Linked DNA regions of Mus musculus: regions 2, 3, 4 and 5 are each linked to region 1. Evidence: chromatin contacts called from public HiCAR-type and promoter capture Hi-C data. All regions are on one chromosome and are shown on one strand. The core of a region is the stretch at or near the end of the contact, and the rest is flanking DNA. Distances in the headings are between cores, read along the strand shown. Region 1 holds the start of Nfkbib (nuclear factor of kappa light polypeptide gene enhancer in B cells inhibitor, beta). Region 2 holds the start of Zfp14 (zinc finger protein 14). Region 3 holds the start of Zfp30 (zinc finger protein 30). Region 4 holds the start of Zfp60 (zinc finger protein 60). Region 5 holds the start of Kmt2b (lysine (K)-specific methyltransferase 2B).

What was found. Promoter capture Hi-C pulls out the DNA fragments that hold promoters and counts their contacts. HiCAR-type assays count read pairs that join an accessible place to other places.
Region 2: a contact with region 1 is called in a promoter capture Hi-C map of pre-B cells, with 2.5 times the contacts expected there. The contact joins the promoter of Zfp14 here to the promoter of Nfkbib in region 1. A contact is called at or near these places in 2 of 39 promoter capture datasets (liver and pre-B cells) and 1 of 115 datasets of contacts at active chromatin or transcription factors (astrocytes).
Region 3: a promoter capture Hi-C map of embryonic stem cells shows a contact between it and region 1, with 2.7 times the contacts expected there. The contact joins the promoter of Zfp30 here to the promoter of Nfkbib in region 1. A contact is called at or near these places in 2 of 39 promoter capture datasets (embryonic stem cells and liver) and 1 of 115 datasets of contacts at active chromatin or transcription factors (astrocytes).
Region 4: a contact with region 1 is called in a promoter capture Hi-C map of liver, with 2.1 times the contacts expected there. The contact joins the promoter of Zfp60 here to the promoter of Nfkbib in region 1. A contact is called at or near these places in 1 of 39 promoter capture datasets (liver) and 1 of 115 datasets of contacts at active chromatin or transcription factors (microglia).
Region 5: a HiCAR-type map of astrocytes shows a contact between it and region 1, with 2.1 times the contacts expected there. The contact joins the promoter of Kmt2b here to the promoter of Nfkbib in region 1. A contact is called at or near these places in 2 of 39 promoter capture datasets (cranial neural crest and pre-B cells), 1 of 115 datasets of contacts at active chromatin or transcription factors (astrocytes) and 1 of 9 other capture datasets (adipose tissue).

Annotation. Positions count from the first base shown.
Region 1 is chr7:28,765,369-28,768,732 of GRCm38.p6, reverse strand. It overlaps Nfkbib (nuclear factor of kappa light polypeptide gene enhancer in B cells inhibitor, beta), which reads left to right and starts at 2,089. Exons shown (of 6, transcript NM_001306222.1): 1 at 2,089-2,489. The coding sequence starts at 2,311. Sirt2 (sirtuin 2) reads right to left here and starts at 1,981. Exons shown (of 16, transcript NM_022432.4): 1 at 1,866-1,981; 2 at 1,055-1,101. The coding sequence starts at 1,881.
Region 2 is chr7:30,050,062-30,053,325 of GRCm38.p6, reverse strand. It overlaps Zfp14 (zinc finger protein 14), which reads left to right and starts at 1,930. Exons shown (of 5, transcript NM_178733.5): 1 at 1,930-1,981.
Region 3 is chr7:29,782,576-29,785,521 of GRCm38.p6, reverse strand. It overlaps Zfp30 (zinc finger protein 30), which reads right to left and starts at 1,554. Exons shown (of 5, transcript NM_001360208.1): 1 at 621-1,554.
Region 4 is chr7:27,729,994-27,733,206 of GRCm38.p6, reverse strand. Zfp60 (zinc finger protein 60) reads right to left here and starts at 1,798. Exons shown (of 5, transcript NM_029531.2): 1 at 1,737-1,798.
Region 5 is chr7:30,587,428-30,590,472 of GRCm38.p6, reverse strand. It overlaps Kmt2b (lysine (K)-specific methyltransferase 2B), which reads left to right and starts at 1,747. Exons shown (of 37, transcript NM_029274.2): 1 at 1,747-2,118. The coding sequence starts at 1,756. It overlaps Zbtb32 (zinc finger and BTB domain containing 32), which reads left to right. Exons shown (of 6, transcript NM_021397.2): 5 at 1-117; 6 at 266-792. The coding sequence ends at 543. It overlaps Gm32082 (a long non-coding RNA gene), which reads right to left and starts at 1,694. Exons shown (of 3, transcript XR_003946734.1): 1 at 1,154-1,694; 2 at 868-954; 3 at 114-259. It overlaps Mir3569 (microRNA 3569), which reads right to left and starts at 1,093; the gene lies at 1,036-1,093.

The DNA of each region.
Region 1 (3,364 bases), core at 840-3,339:
TATATGAGGACAACCTGGCCTCTGGGGGAACCGGAGGCCTTGGCACGTGTCTTCAAACATCTTTGAGATGGCTCATCTACACTCCACTGAAGCTGCAGCATCTTTCGGAGCCCATTTCCCCATAAGTTTCAAGCCCTTTCCTTTCTACCCAAAGAACACAGGGGTTAACAGTTTTCACCAAGTAAGCTGCTCATCTGTAACACAGCCATGAGAGGCCTTCCCTTCACTGGGATGCTGCAAAGATTAAATGAAGTCATGTACATTAAAATTCAGGCAGAGTATCAATAAATGACCACGCCAGCAACCCAACTACTGAAACATCTACTATCCCTTCGTGCTCTCAGGCCTGTACCCTGCATGGAACACCACCTCCGATCTCATTTAAGAAAATCCCTTATCACTTCACTTATACGACACTGTGACTATATCTTGGTCTTGTTCCTAGATCAGCTTGTGGGTTCCACCAGGGGAGAGTTTGGCTAGAATCTTCTATAATCTCTGACCCACAGAGTTTGCCCGGTACTCCAGGGGTATGCTCTCTCCCTTCCTCCCTCCTTTTTTGAGACTGGGTCTCACCATATGGCCCAAGCTGCCTCTCCTTTCTCCATCCTCCTACCTCACTTCCCCCCTCCCCTGCCCCCCCCCATGTGCTGGCATTACAGGGGGCTGGCACCACACCCAGCTTCGATACTTTTATAACGTGCCCTATAGGGTCCTTTCCCCCACCTCATAGGATCTGAGTTTGCGGATTGAACTGGAAAACCGTCTCTTTCAGGTCCAGCACAAATGAGGTTCAGAAGGGGCTGAGGATGGGATGGGCAACAGTAGGAAACGAGGACGATATGGAAGGGAACCAGGGGTTGAGGCTATACATTTTCCTTGACAGTCCCAAGAAGCCACCATTCTCCCAGGAGATTGTACTAATCCCCAGATGGGCTTGGGGATCAGGGCCATAAGCCAAGGGCCCTTGGGTAAAAGCCTTCCCTTGCCACCTCCCCCCAGTGCGGCACGTGGAACCAAGTCTCTCCTTCCCTCCACCCCTTCCCCATCTCACCTGAGCCTCCTGCACCTTCCCTGCCTGGGTCTCCAGAGGGTCAGAGGCTGGGGAGGAGGGGAGCAGACGTGGTTACAGTGCGGGGAAAGAGTTAAGCAGAAGGGCTCACAATGGTGGAGGACAAGAGGACCCACCAACCTAATTATTTCAGAGTCAGGGATGGTAGTAAAACTATCGGAGATGGGAAAAGGCATATTTTAGAGTGGAGGTATGTGTGACGTGAAAAGGCTGAGGAGGGGAATCTTTAGGAGGAGAAAGCAGGCGAGACTGGACTGAAGGAAGGTTTCAGAGTTAAGCAGGATATGGTAGCATGTGCGAGTCGAGAGAATGAGGGAGGGCTAAGTTTTTCAAGAGACGTAAGTAGGGATACTTCTGCTGAGAGTTGAGTGTGGGAGAGGAGATGCAGTGAAGGTAGGAGGTTTAGGAGAGGCACAAGAACTGAAGGAATGAGATAGTAAGGGGCCACAGGGGTCCCCGGAACCCATCCTACAGTTGCCCTTAACAACAGACAACCTTAGCAACCGGGATAGTGGTAACTTTGGTCCTTAGCAACGAGGGTCCTCAGCAGCCAAAGTACGAGAAATGCGATCATTAAGAACTTGACAATCGGACCCTTACATTTCACAATCCAGAAACCAACCAACCTAGTAATACGGACCACTTAGCAACACCCCTCCGAATCCCACTCCCTTCAGGTAGATCCTGTCTCCCGCCCCACCGAGCCTACCCTCGGGCCCCGGGGCCTGCAGCCCAAAGCCAGGCCCCGGCGCGGCCCGACCCTCCCACCCTCCCAACAGGGCCCCTAACTCACGGTCCGGCTCGGCCATGGGAACGGGGTGGGGGCCCTCGGGACTGTCACCGACTGCTCTGTCCCGTGACGGCAGCGGAAACAAGAAGAGGCCGAGATAGGATAGAGAACTACAACTCCCGGCAGGCAATGCGATCCCCATAACCGCTTTCGTACAATGTGCCTCTCATGTTATCAAACTACAAATCCCAAAAAGCCTGGCGCCGGCGGCCATATTGATAAAGGGCGTCTGGAAAATGTGGGGAAACTCAGCGAGCGAATGTCCACCTCATTTTTCTGATTGGCTGTGGTGCAGTACAGGGGCGGGGTGTAGCTATTTAAAACATTTTGATTGGGTATATGAGGGGGCGTGTTGGGGAATTCCCGATAGGGCGGAAGCACTGGAGCTCATCGCAGAGCCCAGCGACAGGCAGGCGACCACAGGGGGCCACCCGAGGTGGCTGGGGCCATGGCCGGGGTCGCGTGCTTGGGGAAAACTGCGGATGCCGATGAATGGTGCGACAGCGGCCTGGGCTCTCTAGGTCCCGACGCAGCGGCTCCCGGAGGACCAGGTCTGGGCGCAGAGCTTGGCCCAGAGCTGTCGTGGGCGCCCTTAGTCTTTGGCTACGTCACTGAGGATGGGGACACGTGAGTAAACCTTAAATTACTAGACTGAGCCCTGGGATCTTACCTGAGTCCCCTTTAGCCTACGATTCCTGTGACTTCGTATCGTCTCGTTCCTAACTCTTGATTTCCGATGCTGGACTTCCTGGCCCTTAACCCCCAAACACTAAATTGTGAGACTGGTACGCTTTCACACAGTCAAGTGTCTCACCTTTTTTGAACTCTATAAATTTGAGCTCCTGATCCCCAAATCGGATCTGAACCTTTCCGACCACTCTAGTTCCCACATCTTCTTACCTCTTACTTCCAGATGTAGTCTTTGGTCTTTGGCTATTCTTGTATAAGCCAGATTTTGATTTCAAAACTAGTTCTTGGCCCTGAGTCTCTGAAGCTGACACGTCCAGTATTGACCCTGCAGTTAAGAAATTGAGCTGGTGGGTGTCATGGCTCTCACAGCACTTGGAAGGCAAAGGCAGGTGGATCTCTGTGAATTTGAGGCCACCTGATTGAGTTCCCTGCCAGCCAGAGCTACATAAGATGTAGAAACTCTATTCTATGAGGCTAGATTCATCTGTTAGCCAAATGCTTCTCCCAAACTACCACCTTCCAATCCCTGGTTTTAGTTTAGCTGAGTGTGATGGTACACACTTGTCATTCTGGCACTCGAGGGGCTGAGGCAGGAGGATCACTAGTCCGAGGACAGCCTGGAAGGACCCAGTATCAAAAAGGAGGGAAGAGGAAAAGGAGGAGAGGGTGACTGAAAAAAGGTTAAAGAGTAGGAAATGTTGATTAGTAGATAAGCTGGGGAGAAGGGATGGTTGTGGTGACGGCGTGCATTAAGGGATTGTACCCGGGATTTTCTTGTCCTTTGTGCTTATTGCGTATGCCCAGTGACTCAG
Region 2 (3,264 bases), core at 681-3,180, 1.3 Mb before region 1:
GTTCAAATTATTGGTAATCTTCTTGCATCAGTTCTCAGGTATTGGAATTACAGGTGGGAGCTACTGTTCCAAGCAACATGTTCCTTTATAAAAGAAAATCATAAGGCCAAACATGGTGGCTCACGATTTTAATCTCAGCACTTGAGAGACAGAGGCAGGTAGATCTCTGAGTTTGAAGCTAGCGTGGCCTTCAGAGAGAGTTCCAGGGCAACCAGGGCTACACAGAGAAATCCTGTCTCAAAAATTTAATTTAAAAAAGGAAAGAAAAGAAATCTATACCAGATATGTAATGTTCTTTTTTTTAAAAGATTTTTATTTTACATGTATGAATATTTGACTACATACAAGTGTGCACTACATCCACCCCTTTATTTATTGTTCTTTTTTTTTTTTTTAATATGTAAGTACACTGTAGCTGTCTTCAGACACTCCAGAAGAAGGAGTCAGATCTCATTGTGAGTGGTTGTGAGCCACCATGTGGTTGCTGGGATTTGAACTCCGGACCTTCGGAAGAGCAGTCGGGTGCTCTTACCCACTGAGCCATCTCACCAGCCCTCTGCAACTGAAGTTACAGACACTTGGGAACCATCATATGTGTTGTGTCTGCAAGAGCGCAAGGGTTCTCAATCACTAAGCCATCTCACCAGCCTCTCAATTGTCACGTTCCTAAAACTAACGTCCCAACGCTGGGAATGTTGACGGATGCCTGTAATAACAGCGCTCTGGAAAGAAACAAGAGGATCGATGAGGATCTTTCAACATCCCCAGCACCTATTACAGAGACATCCTGGCTGATATACCTTGCCCCCCACTATCCCAAACTCTGTAGCCCAGGCCTGGGCTTCCCATCTCCCAGCTTCTGTGATTCCTGTATAACCCAGTCATTTTGGGCACAAGGTCCTTTTGTTACCTCTTGCCCGCTGCACTTGGCCTCTTGGCTTCTAGCCTGTCCTACACCCCACCCCCTCCCCTCACATGGCCCCATTTAGTCCGGCAGTCATGGCCACCCTGGTTACTTTCAGACGCCCCTGCCAGTGCTCTCTCTTAGATCTCAATCCCTTGGGAGCAGTCATGTCCTCCTTTTTTTTTTTTTTTTTTCCATTCATCTTGAATTTGCAGTCTGCATGCTTCAGTCTCCTGAAGACCGGATGAGGCCTGGCACAAACACAAGAAAATGTTAGAGCAGTGGTTCTCAACCTCCCTAAAGCTGCGACCCATTAATACAGTTCCTCATGTTGTGGTGATCCACAAGCTATATAATTATTTTCGGTACTACTTTATAACTGTAATTTTGCTACTGTTAGGAATCCTAATGTAAATATCTGTGTTTTCTGATGGTCTTAGGTGGTCCCTGTGAAAGGTCATTTGACCCCCAAGGGGGGGGGGGATCTCGACCAACAGGTTGAGAACCACTGTGATAGAAGAAAGCATAATTATCTTTCCAGTCTTAGAGGTCTTGGCTTCATCTCCAGTTTGCAAAACAAAACCTAAGGCCAATACCAACGACTAGACCAATATACACAACGGCTAGAAGGGACAGTGGGAGAAAGCAGAGGCAGCGGGAACTCCAAGGAGCCTGAGCAACCTTTCCCTGGGTAGATGTGGGACTGCACCTTTGGAGAATGTATTTTACTGAGTTCCCTGATCATGCCTACACCCTCGCTGGGGTGAGAATATGCTTATCTCACATATTAAGCATGTGATAATGTGATGATGGTGTTCTCAGCCCTGGTAGGGCAACGACACAACCCCCAGCCCAGTGAGCTAGGTTTGGGGTGGGGATTTGGGGGCAGAGGGCAGCGGAATCTCCTAGCCCTTCCAGCTGGTCCAAGATCACACCCAGAGGCCTCCACCCATCACAGCCCCGAGCACGCTTGCGCACTCCGCTGCGTTGGCCCAGTCTTTCCCACCATGGACTACATTTCCCACAGGCCTCTGCGCAGCATCCTTCCGGCTGCTTAGCGCCGGTCCGCTCTGAGAGGTGAGTTGGTCCCTTGCACTGAGGAAATTGTCGCGGGGGCAGCGTAGGTTTGTCTTTAGTTGGCTTGAGAGACTTGGAGTCGGTGACGCTGAGTGGACACCGCGTACCCCGTTGCATCCTCCGTCTTCCCGCTGCAGAGCCCAGAGGCCCAGCATGGCTCTGAGTTCTGTGTGTGAACCTCAGAGTGAGGGCCCTCCGTACAAAAAGACAGCGCAGCTGCCACCGCAGGGCTGCTTTGTACGCGCTCCCTCCCCGCCAGGCAGCCCCGGTGGCCGTCGCCTGTCAAACCTGCCCCTCCGGTGGCGGCCAGTGTCCTCTCCATCCGCGGCGCTCCATTTCCAGTAGGTTATGTGTGTGGAAGGGCTGGTCGCGAGGGGTGTGTCCCCAGGCTACCAAGCCCGCACCTTCCCGGTTTGACCTTTTCCCCAGACTTGTTCATTTTAGGGAAGGCGAGGGAATAAAAGCAGGAAACGATTGTTGTTGCATACATAGAGACCCAACATTACTGCGGAAAAAAAAATAGCCTAACTTTCTTCTTTCTCGTTGTCCTATGAAGTGTACTCCTTGTTTTTCCAGGCATGGGGACATTTACTCCTCATTACTGTGAAAGTGAAAATGAAGTTAGCTTGGAAAGAAGCAGCGGTTTGGTGTTATCTTGGTCAGGGTAGAGGAGACAGATTCATGCAGACTGATAGTAAGCATCACTCAGAGATTATGTCTCTGATTAAATGCGGGTCCAGGCCCTCTTTGTGTGGTTACAAATGTCTTTTGTATTTTTTCTTTTTTATGTGTGTGTGTGTGTGTGTGTGTGTGTGTGTATTTGTGTGTATACACATACCAGCAGAAGCCAGGAGAAGGTGTCTGATTCCCAGGAACTGGAGTTATAGACGGTCGTGAAACACCATGTGAGTACGGGGAATCACACTTGCATCCTCTGCTAGAGCAGCCACTGCTCCTAGCAGTACAGCTGTTTCCAGCCTCACAGGTTTTAAATTTTTAACATGTTCGTTTTTTACGTATGTGAGTGTTTCTGTCTGCTTTTCTTTCTGTGCACCACTGAGTGTGACTGCGCCTGAGGAGCCCTGAAGAGGGCATCGGATTCTCTGGAACTGGAGTTACAGCAGTCACGTAGGTGCTGAGAGTGTAACCCGCTGATCCATCTCTGCATTCCAGGCTGCAGCTTTCTTATCCACGAAGCCTGCTTTGCTAGTTCGTTTTTAATTACTGTGGAAGATTCCTTTGCTAAACCACGCTTCTTACCAGAATAGCACGTTTTGTTCTTG
Region 3 (2,946 bases), core at 305-2,804, 1.0 Mb before region 1:
TATGCTGGGATCTGATGTTGCAGATCGAACACTCATATACATAAAATAAATAAATCTTAAATAAAAACAAAACAAAAAACCCGAAAAGTGTAGGGGCTTGAGGAAATGCCTCAGTGGTCCCTCCAGCCACCACCTCAATCATTTAAATACATGCTCGTCCTTGACCAATCACACATCAGACTTTAGCAGACATATTTCCGTATTAGAGAATCCTAAGAAAAACAGGACATCTAAATGTATAGCACGTGGGTGCTACATAACCATAGAACCGCAGGCGCTGCGCACTCAAAGAGGAATCCTGATTAAGTCTCTGCCCACTGAAAATGCAGGGAAATTCTCAGACCCAAAGCAATGAATAGTTCGCTTTTTTTTTTTTTTAAAGACAGGGTCTCAATGTAACCCAGGCTGGCCTTGAACACTTGGTCCTAGTGGAGTGGCAGTGACACCACTCACAGTTGAATAAAACATTTTCACAAACGTCTTTCAAAGGGAAGGAAATTAAAAAAATCCATACTCAAAACAACAACAACAACAACAGCAAAAACAAACAAACAAAAAACCAAAAACGAAAAACAAAAACTCAAGCATTTCACAGGAACACAGAAGTTCTAGAAACTCACACATAATCTCTGTTTTAAACAGAAGTAGTAGCTGCTGGCTTCTAGGGTCTCTTCTGAAGACTGGCAGACACTCCAGGCCTTGTTTCTTTTCTTTTCTCTTCTTTCCTTCTTCTTCTCTTTTCTTTTTCTCTCTTGCAACCCAACGTTAGGCAGTAGAGAATGACCTTGAGCGCCTACTCCCCCTGCCTCCACCTCCCAAATCCCGAGAAGTCAGGTGTATGCCACCACGTCCTCTGGCCTCACCCCTACGCTTTTCTGAAATTGATCAGAATCCCCTTCCAAGCTTCAGGGCTCCAGGCTGACCCCATCCGTATGATCCCAGCAAGCGAGATAGACTACAGCAGCCCACAGTCACCCGTGCCCGAGTTTGCTGCTTCGGCCACTCTGCTTCACCAGTTACCAGTCCGGGGCTGCCCAGCCTTAGGTCCGAGGTGTCCCCCGGTTCTCTGCTCCCCAGGCCCGCCGGGAATCTAAGGTTCTGCACAGGGTATCTCCACCGTGCAAGTCGCGGCCCCCGCCTTCCCTCTCGGTCCTTGTCCACAGCCAGGCCGGGGTTTAGGTGCAGCGCGTCAGCACGGCAGCTGTACCCACGAACGGGCCACCTGAGTCCCAGGGGTCCTCAGAGCGGGTCCCCGGAGAAGAGCGTAGGCCGCACGAGACCGGGGACCACCCAGCTGACGGGTATCCCGGGAGGGTGGGTTGCCAGCGCGGTCAGCGCTGCAGCGGCGGCACCAAAGTGCTACGGACGGGACCGTGGTACTGAAGGCTCTGGGACATCAGATCTCAAGCCTGAGAGTCCGACTGCCACTAGCTTCTTTGACTAGGTTCTGGGCTTCCAGCCCCGCGGAGGCTGCGAGCCAGGCCCCTAGCTCTTGGTCAGGGGAAGGGGGTTGGAGGTGGGGCTGTGTGTGTCTCTTTCTCGCTGCTTCAATGCGCATGCGCACAAGGGAGCCGCAGGGAGGCGGGGAGCCTTCGGTAGCATCTTGTGCAGGCCTGGACAGAGGGAGTTTGGTTCCAGGATCCAGGATTGGGCAGAAATGGCCAAGTCTTTAGGCCTACAGCAGTAGCTCTGGCGTTGAACAAACTAACCCCCAGATGCTTTGAGGTCCAGCGTGGAGCGTTGGCTGAACCACTTATACTAGTTTGGGCATCTATTGTTTGTTTTTAAAGCTGTGGTCTCTCTAAATGACCCTGGTTTTCTCTGTGGACACCAGGCTGACTTTGAAATTGAAGTGATTCTCCAGTAAGCTTCCTGAATGTGGACATTAACGGCACACACCACCACACCCCCGCCCTCTACCTGAGTTTTTTCTTTTTCTTTTCTTTTTTTTTTTAACCAGTTTTTCTTTCTTCTTAAATCTCTATTTGAGACAAACTCTCTCTATGCAGCCCTTGCTAGCCTGGAATCTGTGTAGACCAGGCTAGCCTGGAACTCTGAGATCCACCTGCCTTTGTTTCCGTGGTGCTGGAATTAAAGGTGTGCACCACCACTTCGGACGTGGTTTTCTTTTAACAAAGCAGGCTTGAGTTTTTGTTGTGGCTGTTGTTTTGTGGGTTTTTTGTTTGTTTGTTTGTTTTGTTTTGTTGTTGGTTTTTTTTTTTTGTTTTTTCGAGACAGGGTTTCTCTGTATAGTCCTGGCTGTCCTGGAACTCTGTAGACCAGGCTGACCTCAAACTCAGAAATCCACCTGCCTCTGCCTCCCAAGTGCTGGGATTAAAGGCATGCGCTACCACCACCCGGCTTTTTATTTTATTTTATTATTTTAGGCTTGGGGTTTTAGGCTTTAGCATGAGGAGAGGGGCTCCGAATGACGGCACCTGAAATCGCAGTATGGGCTTCTCTGAAAGAATAATCGATTGGGTTTTCATGTTATTCTTATGTTCTTGTGGTGGTTTGAATAGGTATGGCCCCATAGATTCATGCATTTGTATGCTTGCCCATGCCAAGTAGTGATTTTATGTGTGGCCTTATTGGAGGAAGTGTATCATCACCGTAGAGGCGGGGCTTTGAGGTCACATATGCCCAAGGTACACCACATCTGCCTGCAAGCCTCCACCTTTCCCGCAGGACGATGGTGGACTGAACCTCTGCAAGCCAGCCCCTATTAAATGTTTTCCTTTATAAAAGTTGCCCTGGTCATGGTGTCCCTTCACGGCAATAAAACCCTAAGAGAGTTATGTTAGAAAGAGCTTTCCTTTAGCCCGTTTAATTTAGTCTCAACAGCACATATGCATAGATTCTTAATGAGTTATAGTTAATTTAATTCTTTTTGATGCCTATTTTTTTCCCAAGATTTGGTTTGTGGGGGCCCCTTTAGCCTGACAT
Region 4 (3,213 bases), core at 549-3,048, 1.0 Mb after region 1:
GGGCACCTGTGGTCATGGACACATAACCCAACATACGTAACTTTGAAGACAAATACTTCATCTTTAAACAATGACAGATACCCATGGTCTCAGTCATGTAGAATCTGAAGCTGTTTTCTCCTAGGAACAGCAAGATGCTGGTTGGTGGGGTTTGAGTGGCGGAGGCGTCAAGAGTGGGAGACGCAGATCCATAAGGGAGAGAGATGGGAGGATGATGATCAAGGGCTACAGAATTCCAGCTACCGGACAGAAGCTCAGAGATGTGTCATGAAACATGGACTTCGATGGATGGTTTTGAAAAGACAGAGAGGGTGGACATTAAGTGTACTCACTCCAAAAATGTGAGTTAGATTAAGTCATCCCAAAGGACATAAATACGGTACAGATTTACACAATACAAACAGTTCGTCGCAACATTTGGAAAAACACTCTGCTCTATGGTATATTCACCTTCCTTGTTTTTGAAATAGGTTCTCACTGTGTAGGCCAGCTGGCCTGAAACGTGTTATGGGGATCAAGCTGCTACAGAATTCACATTGCCCTTCCTGCTTCTTTCTGCCTCGTTGTACCCCACAAAGCCTAGCTTTTCTGTTTGAGTGGCTTTCTTAAACATCCACCAGCAATCGCATTGTTTCTCACACTCCCTTGTCCTGCAGAACACTGAGTGGAATGAACCCAAGATGGCCTCACAGAGCAACAACTAAAGCACACCAGGCCCTTAGGATATGGCGGCACTGCACTAACAGGCTTCACCACAGGCATCCTAAGGTTCCTGACAGGCCTGGAGAGCCTGAGGGGACAGAACCAAGACTCCAACCCAGATGGAGGGGAGGGGAGGGGAGGGGGAGAGAGCCTACCACTTTCCCAATCTCAAAATCTACTAGAAAACAAAAACCTCCACTCTTCCGCTGCTTTGAAATGAAGACCTGTAAGAAGATCTAAGGCCATCTGACGTGTGACACCATCCAAATAGAAATCGATTTAGCACATCGGAGTTTGAAAGCCCTTTTGTTAACCTCTGTCGGTTCCTATCTATAACATGGTCGGTGAGGTGGGGGGAGTGATTGTAGACAGAAGATGTCAAGGGTCATTGAAACGATAATGTGAATACTAACTGGAAAGGGGAGGGACAATGTAAGGGACACAATGATGGCGGTATCAATTTACACGTTCCTTCTTCATTTACTGACAATTCCATATTCTAAACATAAAACCCTCATTTCTCGCACAGAGAGAAAGCGCAAACTCGCCCTTGAGCCTTCGGTGGGTAGCAACAACGATCTCACGCTCCTCCAGCCCTCCTTTTGAATAATGGCCTGCGCAGGGAGCCTGAGTAAGCCTAGATTACATCTGAGTAAGCCTAGATTACATTTGAGAGCATCCCCAGTGAGCATTTCCCCTCTCTTCCCTCGACACTCACACGGCTAGAGCTCTGAGAAAAGGCCAGTAGGCCACCCTCGGAGGCACTTTCGGCCTCAAATGCTCGTCACAAAGCTCAATCTGAACCACAGGGAAAGCTTCCCTTCAGACTCCGCCCCTCACCTCTCCTCAGTGAAGCTTGGTCCTCTGCTGGTGGCCGCGAGAGAAAGCGACAAGCACGGTGATAATGCAAATAGCTCAAGGTGCGTACGCAGAGACGCGCGCGCGCACACACAGCACCGTCCCTAAACACTCACACACGCATCAACATCCATCCACCCCACCGTCCACACCCACACCCGGACTCCCGGCCTTACTCTGCAGAGACCGAAGACACAAAGCAATTCCCTACTCAGACCAGAAAGACCCGACCGTCCGCTATAGCGCCGCCAGGGCACCGGAAGTTGCTTTACTTCCGCCGCGGTAGCCCCTGGGAAATGTAGTGCCGAGTGCTCAACTCGATGAAGCCTAGCGGTCTGTAGTTCAGAGAGATCACTGCACACAACTTAGGCCAGGCCATCTGAGAGCTATGCCAGTGGTTTGTGGGAGACGTCGTGTTCTGTCTCCCAGACCCCCCACCCCACCCCCGGACAGAATAGGAAGCGTGATCAAATCCGGATATAACTGGCGTGGTTACACTTTGCACCAAGAGGGATTCCACCTGCTGTGCTCTAGTAGGGACTATGGTAGATTGGAAGACACTGAACTAAAGAATTGGTTGGTTTTAAACGTGGTAGTTTATATCAGCGATTTCAGACAGCCAGATGTTCAGAGAGTCAGTGTCCCTGTTATCTAGATAGGAAAACGTGAGTGAGGACTAGTTGGATAAATATCAACAGAACTGCGCCCATTTTGAAAGGTGAATGACTAGCATGTGGAAGTATCTAAACAACCACCGACGTATGTAAACAACCACCGACGTATGCCTTGTTTATGTAGGGAAAACGTACTTAGTGTAACATGACATTGAAAGATCCTGACAGAATGTAAAAGGTCACACAAGCCCTGAAATTGGCAAGATAGATGTCACTGTTAGCAGAACTAGCTTCACTGATTTAGAAAAATAGAGGTGCACAATGCTCTGGCCACTCCTTGAACCCGTGTGTCTGCCAATGTTTTGACCGTTCCTTGAACCCATGTGTGTGCCCACTGATGAAGCCCATTGCCAGGTGTTTGTGATATTGGTTGCTGAAAAAGAGTCAGAAAATCTCCCCAGCAACAACAGCCCGGCCAATCTAGAGTTCCTACACCTGCACCAGACTCTTCCCTTGGACCCCTCCCATACCCATTTCTTGAGAATAAACATTGTTTAGATCTGGAAATCCCCTACTTCCCCCTTCTCCTTCCCCCCCTGAGGGCCTATAAAAACTGGGACCTCTTTCCCCTTGGGGTCGACTCCTCTACCCCTGCGTGGGATATGAGTCGTCCCCAGAGCTCTGGCTTTCCCCGAATAAAGCCTCATGTGGTTTGCATCAAGCTTGGTCTCTTGTGAGTTCTTGGGTGTCCGCTATTGTCCTGAGGCCTGAGCAAGGGGCTCCTCTCGGAGTCTTTCAACATGAGCTTTCAAAACCACATTTATTTATTATTTATATTTACACATATTTTTCCAGAACATGAGAGAAAACTAGTGTCAAGGTTAATGATAATCCTATTAGGACCACTAAACATATTAGACGCTTTGTAAATGATCTAAACGCCTACAGTATAGACAGATTAGATTTGAAATAAGTCAGTCTCAACCAGATGTTAACTACAGAAAATACGTTGATAAATACTCTAGCTGATTAAAAGTGA
Region 5 (3,045 bases), core at 498-2,997, 1.8 Mb before region 1:
CTCACCAACACCCTCCTTTACCCTCTCCTGCTCGCTCTCGGCCCTATTCTTGCTCTGTGTGTGGAAAGAGGTTTTCACTCAAGCATCAGATGGAGACACATTACCGAGTCCACACAGGTATGGGCATCCTGCCCAGTGTGAATTTATCTTTTTCGTTTCCATCGCCGGCCTGCCAGCTCCTCCCTTGCCCTATTGCTCGACGCACCCCTAGCTTGGAGAGCCTTCGCCCATTTCTTCCTTCTCTGGCTTTCTCCTCCACCTGTAGGAGAGAAGCCCTTCTCCTGTAGCCTCTGTCCTCAGCGCTCCCGGGATTTCTCTGCCATGACCAAGCACCTGAGGACACATGGGGCTGCTCCCTATCGATGCCCTCTGTGCAGGGCTGGCTGCCCTAGCCTGGCCTCCATGCAGGCGCACATGCGTGGCCACTCGCCCAGCCGGCTGCCGCCTGGATGGACCATACGCTCCACCTTCCTCTACTCTTCCTCGAGGCCGACCCGGGCCTCCAGCTCTCCCGGTAGTCCTACCTCCTCTGCTGCCACCTGACCGGGTGTTGGTAGCTTCTCTGGCTTGACAAAGAGTCCAAAGAATGAAAGGCAGAAGGGCTCAGCTAGGGCGGCCTGGCAAATTTAACCACAGAAGAACTGCGAGACAGGAGCTACGAACCCTTCCGGGACAAGCGAGTTGCAGAAGCCTCGGCCTGGCGAGCCCGAGTTAAAGGACAATTAACTCGGTGAAGATTAACTGGGGACTGTCAATTTCATCACTATAATAAAGTTTCCTGTGCTCCAGTCAGGACGAGTCCAGACTTTTCCTCTGTGCTAGGGGGTTTCCACCCTTGCCCTGTAGCGGCCCCTGCTGGCCATTCACCATTCAATAAACAGAGGGTCACACTTCTCCTTCCGGGGGGCTTCGTATAATTCCCGAGGGCAGCACGCGGCAAAGGCGCTCCAGACCCTGCGGGAGAGGAAAGGTGGCTTTGAGGCGCCCCAAGACTCTGGTTCCTCCCACAGCAATCTACCGCGCGCGTAGTCTAGGGCTGGAGAGGAGCGCAGACTGAGGTCCGGATTTCGACCACCGGTCTGCTCTCCTCCGAGTAAGGGACGGAAGACTAGCCTCTCCAGCATCTCCCCTCCGCGCCGGGCAATGCGGCTACCGGGTTGCGCCTGGAAGTGAGACTAATCCAGCGCCGCCGCCCTCCCCTCAGCCAACGCCTAGCGCAATAGCTAACTTCGTCTACTGTGTGTCCGTCGGGTTCCCAGGGTCCGAAGCCAACGGTACCCTGGGAAGGACCCTGGGAATGGTAGTCCATGCAGGTCGCTAGTTCCGACTAGAACAATGGGAGGAGTCTGAGCCGGGAACCACACCTCCTGGAGACCAGGAACTGGTTCTCCTGGTCTCTGTCGCCAACCCGGTATTCCCAGTTCTCGCGCCCCAGCTGTCGGCGGAAGGAGCAAGGCGACTGGACTACATTCCCCAGAAGACCTTGCGCCTCCCGCTCTCAGGCCGCGACGCGGGGTCCGCTCTTCAGGTGCGGCTGGAGGGTGACGGCCGACCGGCCCAGGACTCCTGCTCCCGTGGTGCCCCGCGCGTGGCCAGCCCAGCCCCCGGCTCCTGCCCGCCCCACAGCGGCGCTGGTTGTTGTCGTGAGCCGCAGCCGCCCCGCTTTGCCCCTCCTCCCCTCCTCTCCCCTCCCCCCCGGCCCTGCGCACGGGCTGCCCCTCCCCCCGCCTCCCCGGCCCCTCTCACGGTGCCAAGATGGCGGCGGCGGCGGGCGGCGGCAGTTGCCCCGGGCCTGGCTCCGCACGGGGCCGCTTCCCGGGCCGGCCGCGGGGTTCCGGCGGGGGCGGGGGCCGCGGCGGCCGAGGCAACGGAGCCGAAAGAGTGCGGGTAGCCCTGCGGCGCGGTGGCGGCGCGGCGGGGCCGGGAGGAGCCGAGCCCGGGGAGGACACGGCCCTGCTCCGTTTGCTGGGTCTTCGCCGGGGCCTGCGCCGGCTCCGCCGCCTGTGGGCTGGTGCGCGAGTTCAGCGAGGCCGAGGCCGCGGCCGGGGACGGGGCTGGGGCCCGAACCGAGGCTGCATGCCGGAGGAAGAGAGCAGTGACGGGGAATCCGAGGAGGAGGTGAGGCGGTCGGAGGTGTCTCTAGCGCCGGGTAGGGCGGAGGCCAGGGGCTTGCAGGGCTCCGGATAGCTCCGAAGGGTGTTGTGGACAAGTGGGATTCTCGGGGCTCCTGGAAAGAAGCACGAAGGAAGCAGGCTGCGTGGAGCGTTTGGGTAGCTAGGGCCTTTGAAAGTGATCAGAGAAACCCTGACTGCAGCTAGACGCCTGGAGCCCAATTGGTGTCCTGAGCTGATCTTTCGCGGTAGCAATGGCAGAGCAGGACAGGAGTGGGTGAAGAGGCCATAGGGATTGCATGCCGGACCAGCGGTGGTTGACAGCAGCAGCGTGGCCTTAATTGACCAAGGCTAGAGAGCCTCCTGGGCTCTTACTTGCAGGCTGCCTCCTTGGCCCTTAAAATCCGCGACATATCCCTGCCCTGGTTCCACCAGGGCCCCAGTTGCTCTCTGGTTCTAAGGTAGAGTGGTGGAGGCTTCTTAGGCGCGGGTTGAAGAGGGATAGAATGAATGCTGAGTCTTGAATCTGGAGTGAGTGCAGTCATGGTTTATCCCTCTCAGCCTTTTGGAGAAGGCAGGAGGGTGTGGATTCTATTGCTTAGGAGAGCTAGCTGTCCTCTGAGGGCTCAGAGTGGATTCTAATATGATAAACCATCTGCTCCACCTCTCATCTCCCCCAAACACTCCCCATTTTTAAGAATGCCCTGCAAGGGTGTAAATGGAGGACCTACTTTGTTTTAAGTTGGAATTAGCCCTCATTGTAATGCCTATTGCTTAACTCGAGGAGACCCTCTAGTGTTTTCTTCTGGGCTAGTGAATTACTGATGGCTGTGCTGGAATGGTCTGGTTCAAGAACGCCTTGTACCTTTATTCCTTCTGACCTTGCCTCAGTCTTTTAAGTTCTTTGGTAAATGAGGAGGAGTATGTTAAGGTG